3 separate regions of the Mus musculus genome follow, and all the other regions are linked to region 1. A link is a contact called in public HiChIP or PLAC-seq data. All regions are on one chromosome and are shown on one strand. Each heading gives the region's core, a stretch centred on a gene start, on an enhancer-like site or on the middle of the called end of the contact. The rest is flanking DNA. Distances are from core to core; before and after follow the strand shown. Region 1 holds the start of Bcas1os2 (breast carcinoma amplified sequence 1, opposite strand 2). Region 2 holds the start of Atp9a (ATPase, class II, type 9A). Region 3 has its middle 22 kb from the start of Gm52536.

Region 1 (3,448 bases), core at 614-3,113:
CTTCCAAGTGTGAGGACCTAAATTTCACCCCTGGAGCCCATATTTAAAAGACCAGGTGACACATGCTTATAGTCCCAGCACCGGAGGGACAGAAACAAGCAGATCTCTGGAGTTCACTGGTCAGCCAGTCTAACTAAGTTGGTGAGTTCCAGGTTCAGTTGACTCTGCTTAGGAGGCGAATGCATTCTGGGGAATGTTTCTCGCGGTGAAGAGACACCGTGACCAAGGCAACCCATAAAGGGAAGCACTTGACCGGGAGCTGGCTCACAGTGTGTTAGATGGTTAGTCTGTAACCATTGTGATGGGGAGCGTGGTGGTACACAGACAGGCATGGTGCTGGAGAGGCAGCTGAGCCCCCATACATAACCACAGGACACAGGAAGGGAGAGGGGGTGAGAGAGACAGAGACAGAGAGAAACAGACAGAGACAGACAAACGGATTGGCTTGTGCTTTTGAAACCTCAAAGCCCATCCCACTGACATACTTCCTTCAGTAAGGCCCCACCTCCTGATCCTTTCCTCTGACACTTTGAGCGTCATCTCTCAGACTGAAGAGCAGCATCTAACACTAATCCCTCAGAATGCATTTGAGCTCCTGTAAGGTTTTCTTTGTCGTGCGTGTCTGGTATGTGTGCTTATATATGTTTGCCTGTACCTGTGCACATGTGCACCTGAGGCTGATGTTGAGAGTCTTCCTTACGTGTTAAGGGTGTGGTCTCTTGGTTGAACCAGGGGCTCTCAGATACAACTAGCCTATGTTAGCCAGGAATCCTGTTTCCACCTTCCTCCAGTGCACTGGAATCACAAATGGCCGCCATGCCCACCCAGCCTCTTGGGGTCTGGGCTCTGTCTTCACACCTGCCGCTTGCATGGAAGGTGCTTTAGCCACCCGGCCAGCTCCCGACCCGCCTCTCATGTTATCAGGATGAAGTGTTCTGAGCTGTGCTGTGCTCTGTGAGTGTGTGCTGTCTGCTAAGAGAACATCCCAGTTGATAGCGGTGCAGTTGGGAGTCCCCGCTTCCTGAGCAGCTGGGAGGAGATGATACTAACCAATGAGCGCGCATCCTCACGTCACGTGGGAGTTTGAGCGCACCAGCACAGTTTGTGGCCAGTTAGAGCACAGCTCAGAGCCCCCTGAGGAGCTTGTTAAACACGGGTGGCTGAGCCCCAGGCCCAGAGTTTCTGATTCTGTGGATCTGGATCTAAGCAGATGTGAAGAACTTACATCTCTCTAACGAGTCCCCTGGTGAGTCTGGTGCCTCTGGGCCTGTGGCCACACCTTTGGAACCGGTTGCTTAGCTCACCTGGTTGAAGGAATCAAAGATGCAGATTTGACTAGGTACCGCCCTGTTGAGGAAGCCACTGGCTCTAGGGGGCGCTAAAGGATGGAGGATGGGTGCTCATTAACTCAACTCTCCTCCACTGCCTAAAAGTAGCAAAAAAAAAAAAAAAAAAGTTAGCAGGCAAGTTCATTCATTTATTCATTCATTCACTCATATCTCTAACCTCCTTTTCCTTCCAACATTACTTTCTTCCCCTCCTTCTTCTGAAAGAGGATCTCATTTAGCCTAGGCTATCTCATAGTCCTACTGCCCCCGCCCCTAAATGCTGGGTTTACAAGTGTTTTCCTGGGGAGACAGGAGCAAATGTCTATTTAGCTCATATATAATTTTTATTTCATTTATTTGTTTGATTGATTGTTGTTCCTTCGGGACGCTAATACTTGAATTCAGCAGACTCTGATGACACAGCCCCAGCTCTCCGAGTGACCCCTTTCCATTCCTGTCTGTATCCTAAATATCAAGGATAAATGAGGGGGGTTCACCGTCGTCATTGTCATCGTCGTCGTGCGTGCACCTGTGCACCGTTGCTGTGGTTACTGAAAGGATACTGTCTGTTTGTTGTTGTAGTCAGTGAGATCGAGCGAAGGGATCCCCCGCTCGGAAGAAAGTAACGTGAAAGACTCCAGCTGCCAAGTAAGTGACCGTGAACTCAGCCTGCGGGCAGGTTCAGCCTCGCGACCTGGAAGTTCATATCCACTTGTGAAACATTGCCTGGTTAAGCACCCACTGTATACCCAGCAGTATTGGGCTCTACAGACATGGTATGGGGCGAGTCCTCAGCGCTTCTCTCTCCATGTAGAAAGTTTCTTCCCAGACTTCCAGTGTTAGCAGAAATGTCACCTCCTCAAAGAGCTCCTGTGCCCCGCGGTCATCCCTGTCATAGAGTTTGCTCCCTTCTTGGTGCTGTAACAATTCTCATGTCTCTCCTGATCCTTCCCACCCATGTCTGGAACATTGTAGAGCAAGCAGGTGCTTCTAGGTTTCTCTCATCTTCTGTGGTGTCTGGCACAGAGACTTATTAGATCAACAATGCTCATCTCCTTGCTTTCTTTACTATTGACAAACAGAACGCTTGACATCTGTGCAGGTGCCTTCCTTTAAAAATGAGACCATGGGCTGGGTGGTGGCCCGCAGCCCTCTTCGTACAGGGTTTGCCTCACACATGGGAAGCCCTGGGCTCCATCCTGGCACTGCATAGAACCAGGCATGGTAGCACACGCCTGCAATCCCAGCACTTAGGAGGCAGAGGGAGGAAAATTAGCTGTTCAACATCATTACTAACCCCCTATTTTATAATACAGCACTCTTTTAATTTAAATAGATACTTCCATAAAAAATATCAGAGCTCTTTTGTTAACTTTAATAATACAAAGAAGTGCTTAAAAGCCTGTGTTTTAGACTCAAAGGGACTGGGTCTGATCCTGGCTTAAAGGGTTTTTCTGTTTGCTTGTTTTTATGGATTTTTTTGCTATAGTTGTTTGGAAAGATTGCCAATCTCCCAGTCCCTCAGTTCCCTTACCTAGGAGGATGTAGGGGACGCAGACTCCATAGAGCAAGCGTCCTGCCTAGATGAATCAGTACTGGGCAAGCACTAGGAACACTCCTGGTGTGGAGGCTCAATAAACAATTTAATGTCAGGGTAGGCTGCCAGAGCGAAACGCCATACAGTGAGTGACTCAAACCACAGGAATTTCTCTCACACGTTTCTGTTGGCTGGAAAGGCTACAAGCAAAGTATTGGCGAGGTTCTCTCCCTTGCATGCAAATGGCTGCCTTCCACCTTGCAGGGGAAACGGGAGGAAAGAGGAGGAACGAGGGAAGAAGAGTGCCCCCTGGTGTCTCTTCCTAGAATGACGCTAAGCCTATGAAATCAGCTCCATCTGTAGGACCTCATTTAACGTGAATTGTTACTTTGTTGCAAACATAACCACAAAAGGAATTCGTTTTCAGGGGGTGAAGTGGAGTTGCATGATTCAGCCAACTGCGGTGCTCCTTGTCATTATTGTCAAGCTGTTGATAGGGATTCACCATCCTATTATTTTGCTTATAGCACATGAATCTACAGCATAATTCAGATTTCTACTTCTATTAATAATTATGAAAGTA
Region 2 (3,448 bases), core at 245-2,744, 1.6 Mb after region 1:
AAAACCTAGGACCTGGCCCTGTTGCACCATTTTAGAAATGAAGAGGAAGAAGTAAGCCAGCCAGCTCAGCTGGTAGAAGAATAGTGTTTTCCCTCAAAAATACTTCTGATGCCTCCTTCCTTGGGGAATGTCTTTGGAATCTCAGTCACTTTTGTTATTTGTTTGGTATCCTTTCTCGATAGAGAAAATACTATAAAAGATAGGGACCCTGGCAGAAAACATCAGCAGAAACTGCCCCTCATAGTTCAGCATCGTTTATGGTAGTTACACGGTGTTACATCTTGAGGGACTTGACATACATACTCATTTTAAAAAAGATTTGTGTATTTTACTTTTTTTTTTTTTTTTTGCATATGTTTGAATCATATGCATGCAATACCAACGATGGCCACAAGAGGGCATCATTTCCCCTGGAGCTGGACTACCGACATTGATCAGCTAGCACAAGGGTGCTGGAAATCGAACCCAGGTCCTCTACAAGTGCAGCTGGTGAACATAACCAATGAACCATCTCTCTAGCCCTCTATATGCTGGTCGATTGATTATTTATTTAGAGACATCGTTTCTCTGTATATCCCTGGCTCATCAAGGCTCTGTAGACCAGGTTGGCCTTGAACTCAGCCTGCCTCTACCTCCCAAGTGCTGAGATCAAAGGCATACACCACCAAACTCAGCTCCTATGTGCTGGTTTTAAGGTTTGTTTTCATTATTCTTTTAAGTAGCATATGCCTGCGTGGGTGTATGCCACGTCAGCGCAGGTGCCCTCTCCGACCCCTTGGGGCTGAAGCTGCAGGTGTGTCAAGCAATGGTGGCTGCTTTTTAAATGCTGAGCTGTTCTCTGGCGCCCAGAGTGTTTTCATTTTCACAATATCCTTTTTGAGATAGAGAGAGACAGACTGACTGATACAGCCTTTGCATGCGATCACTGTGTCTGGGTGAAGGCTGCTGTGACTCTGTTATTATGATTTAGGAATGCAGCTGGAGAGAGGGGTGGGATTGATGCCACAGGGTGTGTGGGGGTCCGAAAACCTGCCCACCTTCTCCCCCCAACCCCGGCCCGAAACTCGGGGGACCCCAGCGCGAGGCGCAGGTTGCAGCAGAGGAGGCAGGCTGTGCGCGCGAGTGGCCGCGGCGTGGAGGTGGGGTGAGCAGGGCGGGGTGAGTGCGCGCCGCTCGGAGCGAGCAGGAGAGAATGCCCGGGGTGGGGTGAGTGCGGCGGGACGCGCGCTCGCGCTCGCGCGCACGGACACGGCGGGGGGCGCGTGGCCGGGGGGAGGCGCGCGTGGGGGGCGCGCGGCGCGGGCGGGGACACTGCGGCGGCCCCGGGCGGCGGGCGGGCGCGCGCGTGGGCGCAGCGCGGAGCGGGGCCCATGGTGCGGCCGTGTCCGTCGGTCGGGCCGCGCGGGCGGCTCCGCGCGTGGCCCGGCGCTCGCGACCTCGCCCCTGCGCTGCGGGCCCGGCCCGCCCGCTGCCGGCGCCTTCTCCCCCTGCCCCGGGGCGGCGCGGAGGCCGCGGGGAGCGCAGGGGGCGCGGCGGGCGGCGACATGACGGACAGCATCCCGCTGCAGCCCGTGCGCCACAAGAAGCGGGTGGACAGTAGGCCGCGCGCGGGGTGAGTGGCCGGGCCGTGGGCAGGGAGGAGGGGACACCTGCCGCGGCCCCCGGGAGTCCGTCCTGGCAGGCGGGGGACCCCGCCAGGGGCTGGGGGCGGGGGCAGGCTCGATCCCCTGGGGACAGAGGTCGAGCTGGAGAGAATGCAGAGTCCCAGGCCGCGCCTCCAGCCGCCAATCGGAGCCCCTGGGGGTGGGACCTGGGAGGTGCGTTTCTAGGGCCGCGCAGGTAAGGCGCTGCGGCTGGGCGGGGCCTGCGGCGCCGTCTCTCCGGTTCCCTGTAGCTCGGCCGTGGGACGCCGGAGCTGGGTGGGGCTGCTGAGCAGGTATCAGTGTAGGAAGGAGAGATGCCAGCTGCCATCTTGTGGGCTCTTTGTGCCTGGCTTCCCCGAGGCCTCAGTTCGGAGGCTCTACTCAATTCTACCGAGTGGGAAACGGAAACGGAAAGCCTGGGGGTGGGGGCGGGGGCGGGAAGGTACTGGAACACGGTTCCCACATTTCCTGCTCCACACTTCCTGCGGGTGGTGTTTGTTGGCTTTTTAAATTGTTTTGGGGTTTGATGGTGCTAGGGACCAAACCCGGTCCTCCAGCCTGTTAACCATTCTACCACTGAGCTACACGCCCCCCCCCCATCCCCCAGAATATAAGTTTTTATGAAGACACTTCGTCAGAGCTCTGTGTGGAACCCTACCCCAACCCCTGCAATAAACACTTTAATTAGTAAGATAAGTAGACTGTAATGTGCCGCGGTTGATTCGTGTCTCCTTGTTAAATGCAGGGACTGTGCCAGGTGATTCTTAGGAAAAACCTGACTTAAACAAGGTCTGCCTAATAGGTGTGCAGGTGTAGGAGTTTACCTGGGGAACTTGAAGCCCACCCCTGACCTCATTTTAGACTATGAAATGAGAATCTGGGGTCTCGACGGTGGCCTCTGTGCTCACAGATTCACCCACCTGCTGAATTTTGAAATGTGAAGAATGGAAATGACCTGTATCCTGATGGTGCCAGCTTGCCCTCCGTGGTCCCGGGCGATCCTTTATGTAGTTACCTGGTATTGGGCGCGGTACACAAACAATGGGGGAGGCACTGCGCGATGCTTGCGGGCTTCTTTGAGGGTTCTGAGGTCCTGTGCAAGGGATGGAGGCTGTGTGTGAGTCTTTGTTTCTTTCCCAGAGTTGGGGGTTGGGCTCAGACAAGAGTTGTGAAACGCTTGGCTGTATCCTCAGCTGCTTCTGCCTTTTATTTAAGTTGGGGGTCTCACTGAAATTCTTCTCCTGGCTCTGAATGTTCTCTGAGCACAGGAGAGACTTACTTGGGACACTCCTGCCTCAGCCACCTTGGTAGATTAGGTGGGATGGCATCCCGTGCCACTTGGCCTAGCCTTTGTGTCTTTCCGAAGGCCCCCTGCTGATTTTAAATGGCGGTCTTGGTTGAGGGCCTGGGTCAGTGCATATCAGAAGAGTGTGAGCATAAGTTAAAGTTTACAGGATAGAATGTGCTTTGACTTTCAGAGGCCTGGAGAGAGGAGAGCAGATAATTTTATATTTAAAAAAAAAAAAATCATGGGTGGCAGTGGTGGCACATGTCTTTAATCCCAGCACTCAGGAGGCAGAGGCAGGGCCATCTCTGTGATTTCAAGACCAACCTAGTGTACAGAGCAAGCTCCCAGACAGCCAGAGCGACACAGAGAAACCCTGTCTCGAAAAACAACAAACAGGCTAGAGAGATGGCTCAGCAGTTAAGAGCACTGACTGCTCTCCCAAAGGTTCTGAGTTCAAATCCCAGCAACCACATGGTGGCTCACAACCATCTGTAATGGGATCTGATGCCCTCTTCTG
Region 3 (3,448 bases), core at 483-2,982, 1.3 Mb after region 1:
AGGCCCTGCGAAGGAGCCAGCCATGGTTGGAGCCAGCATAGGAAAGAGGGATTGTTAGACGGGCTAACACTGGCTGTCTTCACTTTGAAGAGGCTGAAACCTGCTCGTTATTCGGTTCACAAGGCTGGGTGCCTGGGCAGTCTCAACCTTGTTCTGAAGGCCTGGAGGATGCCAGCAAAGGCCCCTGTCTTCAGTCCATGTCGGAAGCCTGAAGGAGCTGCAGTCTCCTGTGAGGAAAGGACATGTCTTTCATGAACTTCCACTTTCCACACAGCCTGCTAACTTCTATCTATTAGGTGTTGGTTGGGTGGCTTTGGTTGGTTGGTTGGTTGGTTGGTTGGTTGGTTGGTTGGTTGGTTGGTTTTGGTTGGTTGGTTGGTTGGTTTTGGTTGGTTGGTTGGTTTTGGTTGGTTGGTTGGTTTTGGTTGGTTGGTTGGTTTTGGTTGGTTGGTTGGTTTTGGTTGGTTGGTTGGTTGGTGGTGGTAGTGGTTGTTGTTTTGTCTTTGGTTTTTCAAGACAGGGTTTCTCTGTGTAGCCCAGGCTATATTGGAACTTGATCTGTAGACCAGGCTGTCCTTGAACTCACACAGATCCACCAGCCTCTGCCTCCTGAGTGCTGGAATTAAAGGTGTGGGCCACAACCACCTGGCTTCTGTTTTAAAATACCATTTCTTCCCTTATTGCATTTACCAAATAGTTTTTCTTCCACATTCACAAATAGGAACTGAGACATAGCCAAGCCACCATTCATATTTATTGAGAAAGTCTAGTTTCCAGTTGAGAACCATCTTCCCCATCCCTTGAGGGCCCTCTACTTCAGCCTCCATAGCTCCTGTCATTTTGTTGCGTCTGGAGTTGTTCTTCTGGCTGTTGTTAGTTTCACCGGCATGTTTATATCTACGAGATCAGAAGTGGAAATTACATAAAATCTGAGGCCAGTTAAATAACCCCAATATCGTTCTAATATACCATTCAGTCGTAGTAACCAACTGCCCCATAAGGGCGTGTTAAGAATCAGCAAACTGGCAGAGCCATGAATAAACCAGTTTCTGCAGGTTTCAGTCACTGCTGTATTTCCATGGCCCAGCACATGACTAACGACTCAGAGAATAAACATTGCGGAGTGGTGGGAAGGAGGAACTAGAAAGCTGCCTGGTGCGTGCAATCACAGACTCCCTGGAACCCACGGGAGGAGTCAGTGCTGCTCAGAGGCATGCATGCTGTGGAGACTTACTGGAGAACACAAGAAGGGAAAGCCTAGAAGATTCTCTCCCCCAAGGGTTCTGGAGAAGTTCTAACCATGTTCACTCTGGAAACACTTCCGTGAGTCACCAGTTTTTCGGGATAAAGGAAATTCAATCTGGATTGAGGGCAAAGAATGCCTTCTACGGCCAAGATGGGAGGTGTTTCCTGAAGAGCAAACAAATGTCCCGGACCTTCCTACTGCTGTGGTAGACAGATAGGAAGAGGAAATGGGGGCAGGGCATGCTGGAGTTCAAGGGTAGGGCCCTGCATTGCCTGTGTAAAACCCTGGATTCTATCCAGTATCAAATAAAACTGGGGGAGGGTACTGCCTTGTGATCCCAGCACTTGGGAGAGAGAGAAAAGAGGACCGGGGGTTCACAATTATCCTTGGCTACATTGGAGGTCAGCCTGGGCTACATGAGATCCTGCCTCAACAGACAGAGCGGGAGCACAGTGGAGATACTGAGCCGGCAACAGGATGGGGTCAAAGTTCATGCAGCGTCTGCTTCCCCTCTCCAACAGGGACACCATCGCCCTCCCTCAAGATCCTATAAACAAGTGAGAGAAGCGCACCTTGGTCAGCAGCATTGACGTTTACTCTGTCTTTCTATAAGAAGAAAGAAAAAAAAAAAAAGAAACAAAAAAACTTTTCAAAGTACCTGATCGTACTGATCTATAAGGAAATTAAAACGTCGCTCCCTCTAGGCAAAGTCATATTCAAATTTTTAAAAAAAATGGGCTTTTTCTTCTCTGTGTTTGTGTGCCAACTTTGGGGGTCATCCCTCAGATGCCTTCCCCCTTTGGCTTGAGAAGTAGCCTCTCACGGACCTATAATTCTCCATGTAAGCTAGGCAGGCAGCCAGGGAAGCCCAGGGGTCCTTCTGCCTCTGCCTCCCCAGTGCTGGGATTGCAAGCATGCACCACCATGCCTGGTTTTTCACATGGGTTCTGAGGATGGAAGTCTAGTCCTTGTGCTTGCAAGGCAAATATTTCACCAAATGAACCATGGCCTCAGACACCGCCAACCCCTGGCCCACCCCCACCCCCACTCCCCCACCCACCCACCCCACCCACCCCACCCCCCCACCCCCGTCACCAGTCTCCAGCCCCACCTACGCCTCCCCCATCCCTCCCCTGCCTCTCCCACACACCACCACCACCCCACCCGCCCCCGCATATTTTAATTGGAGTAGACTCTGGCTTACAGTCTTTTGGCCTCTGGCATCAGCCTCGGTTCACGGTAGGGTCACGTCCTCAGCACCCCCACCACAACCCCGCCTCTGCCACTGAAGCTCAGGTCTGAAGGCAGAAATTCTCTCCAATAACATCTCCTTTGACTTGGAGGATGTAACTCAAAATCACATCGGGTGGAGTTTTTTAAGTCTGGAACTAGGAAACCCGGGGTCACAGCAGCAGTGTCCCAGCCTCCTTCCACCCTGTCATTTCTCCATATAATTTTCCTTCCCATGACCATCAAGTGGTCCAAAACTGTTGCTGGAAGTACCCGCTGCCATCAGGTATCATACGATCCGGAAGAATGGAAGGAGAGAGGCATAGAGTCGGCTCCTTTTAAATATATTCCCACATAATTAAACAAAAACTTAGATTCACAGCCCCAGTGTGCTGCAAAGGACTCTGGGAGGACTTGCTACACTGGGGGCTGTTTTGTGGTACTGAATAACTGAAGGTCAAGTCTAGGGAATACGGGGAGGGGCGGTTTCAGGTAAGGAAATTATCGGTTCTCCCACTCACTCCAGTATGGCTTATGCCCAGTTTTAATTTGTCTTTCTCTGCCTCTCTTTAAGTGCTAAGAAAAATAATGAGATATCTAAAGTTTTCTGAAACCCTGAAACCGAACTCATTTACCTTTATAATTTTCTATTAATCTCCTCCCCGAATTCATTTTGCATTTAATTCCGGTCTCCAGCACTTTAATTCCGTCGCTTCAGCCTTCACACATTAGCGGTCTCCGTCTTGTCAGACTTTCTCCTCTCTCTTATGTTCATTTATTTGAACTTTTAGTGGTCTTCTAGCCGATCCTTTATCCTTTTTATTACGAGAGCATGAAATTTTATAATCCCCGGGAGCTTTGTTAGTCAGCTGCTGCAAGGCTCTTAACCCCGGCTAATTTATTCCTTCATTTTTGACTTTCAGATCTGAAGCACGCCTTAATATTTTGTTTTTGAATATGAAAGTAACTTTT

The links. HiChIP or PLAC-seq counts read pairs in DNA pulled down with a chosen protein or histone mark.
Region 2: an H3K4me3 HiChIP or PLAC-seq map of embryonic forebrain shows a contact between it and region 1, with 4 times the contacts expected there. The contact joins the promoter of Atp9a here to the promoter of Bcas1os2 in region 1. A contact is called at or near these places in 2 of 39 promoter capture datasets (hippocampal neurons and pre-B cells) and 2 of 115 datasets of contacts at active chromatin or transcription factors (embryonic forebrain and large pre-B cells).
Region 3: a contact with region 1 is called in an H3K27ac HiChIP or PLAC-seq map of embryonic stem cells, with 7 times the contacts expected there. The contact joins the enhancer-like site here to the promoter of Bcas1os2 in region 1. A contact is called at or near these places in 8 of 39 promoter capture datasets (the 3T3-L1 cell line, the HPC-7 cell line, embryonic stem cells and 4 more), 1 of 115 datasets of contacts at active chromatin or transcription factors (embryonic stem cells) and 1 of 9 other capture datasets (embryonic stem cells).

What each region holds. Positions count from the first base shown.
Region 1 is chr2:170,354,776-170,358,223 of GRCm38.p6, reverse strand. It overlaps Bcas1os2 (breast carcinoma amplified sequence 1, opposite strand 2), which reads right to left and starts at 1,863. Exons shown (of 8, transcript NR_040610.1): 1 at 1,826-1,863; 2 at 1,305-1,426. It overlaps Bcas1 (breast carcinoma amplified sequence 1), which reads left to right. Exons shown (of 13, transcript NM_029815.2): 11 at 1,911-1,976.
Region 2 is chr2:168,739,846-168,743,293 of GRCm38.p6, reverse strand. It overlaps Atp9a (ATPase, class II, type 9A), which reads left to right and starts at 1,494. Exons shown (of 28, transcript NM_015731.3): 1 at 1,494-1,612. The coding sequence starts at 1,545.
Region 3 is chr2:169,099,750-169,103,197 of GRCm38.p6, reverse strand. No RefSeq gene overlaps it. Among named protein-coding and RNA genes, the nearest start is that of Gm52536, 22 kb to the right of the region's middle. Within about 2 kb of position 1,732, at least 4 of the 459 cell types and tissues checked have an H3K27ac peak or open chromatin away from gene starts, as enhancers often do. A contact at or near this core is called in embryonic stem cells, where this site is marked.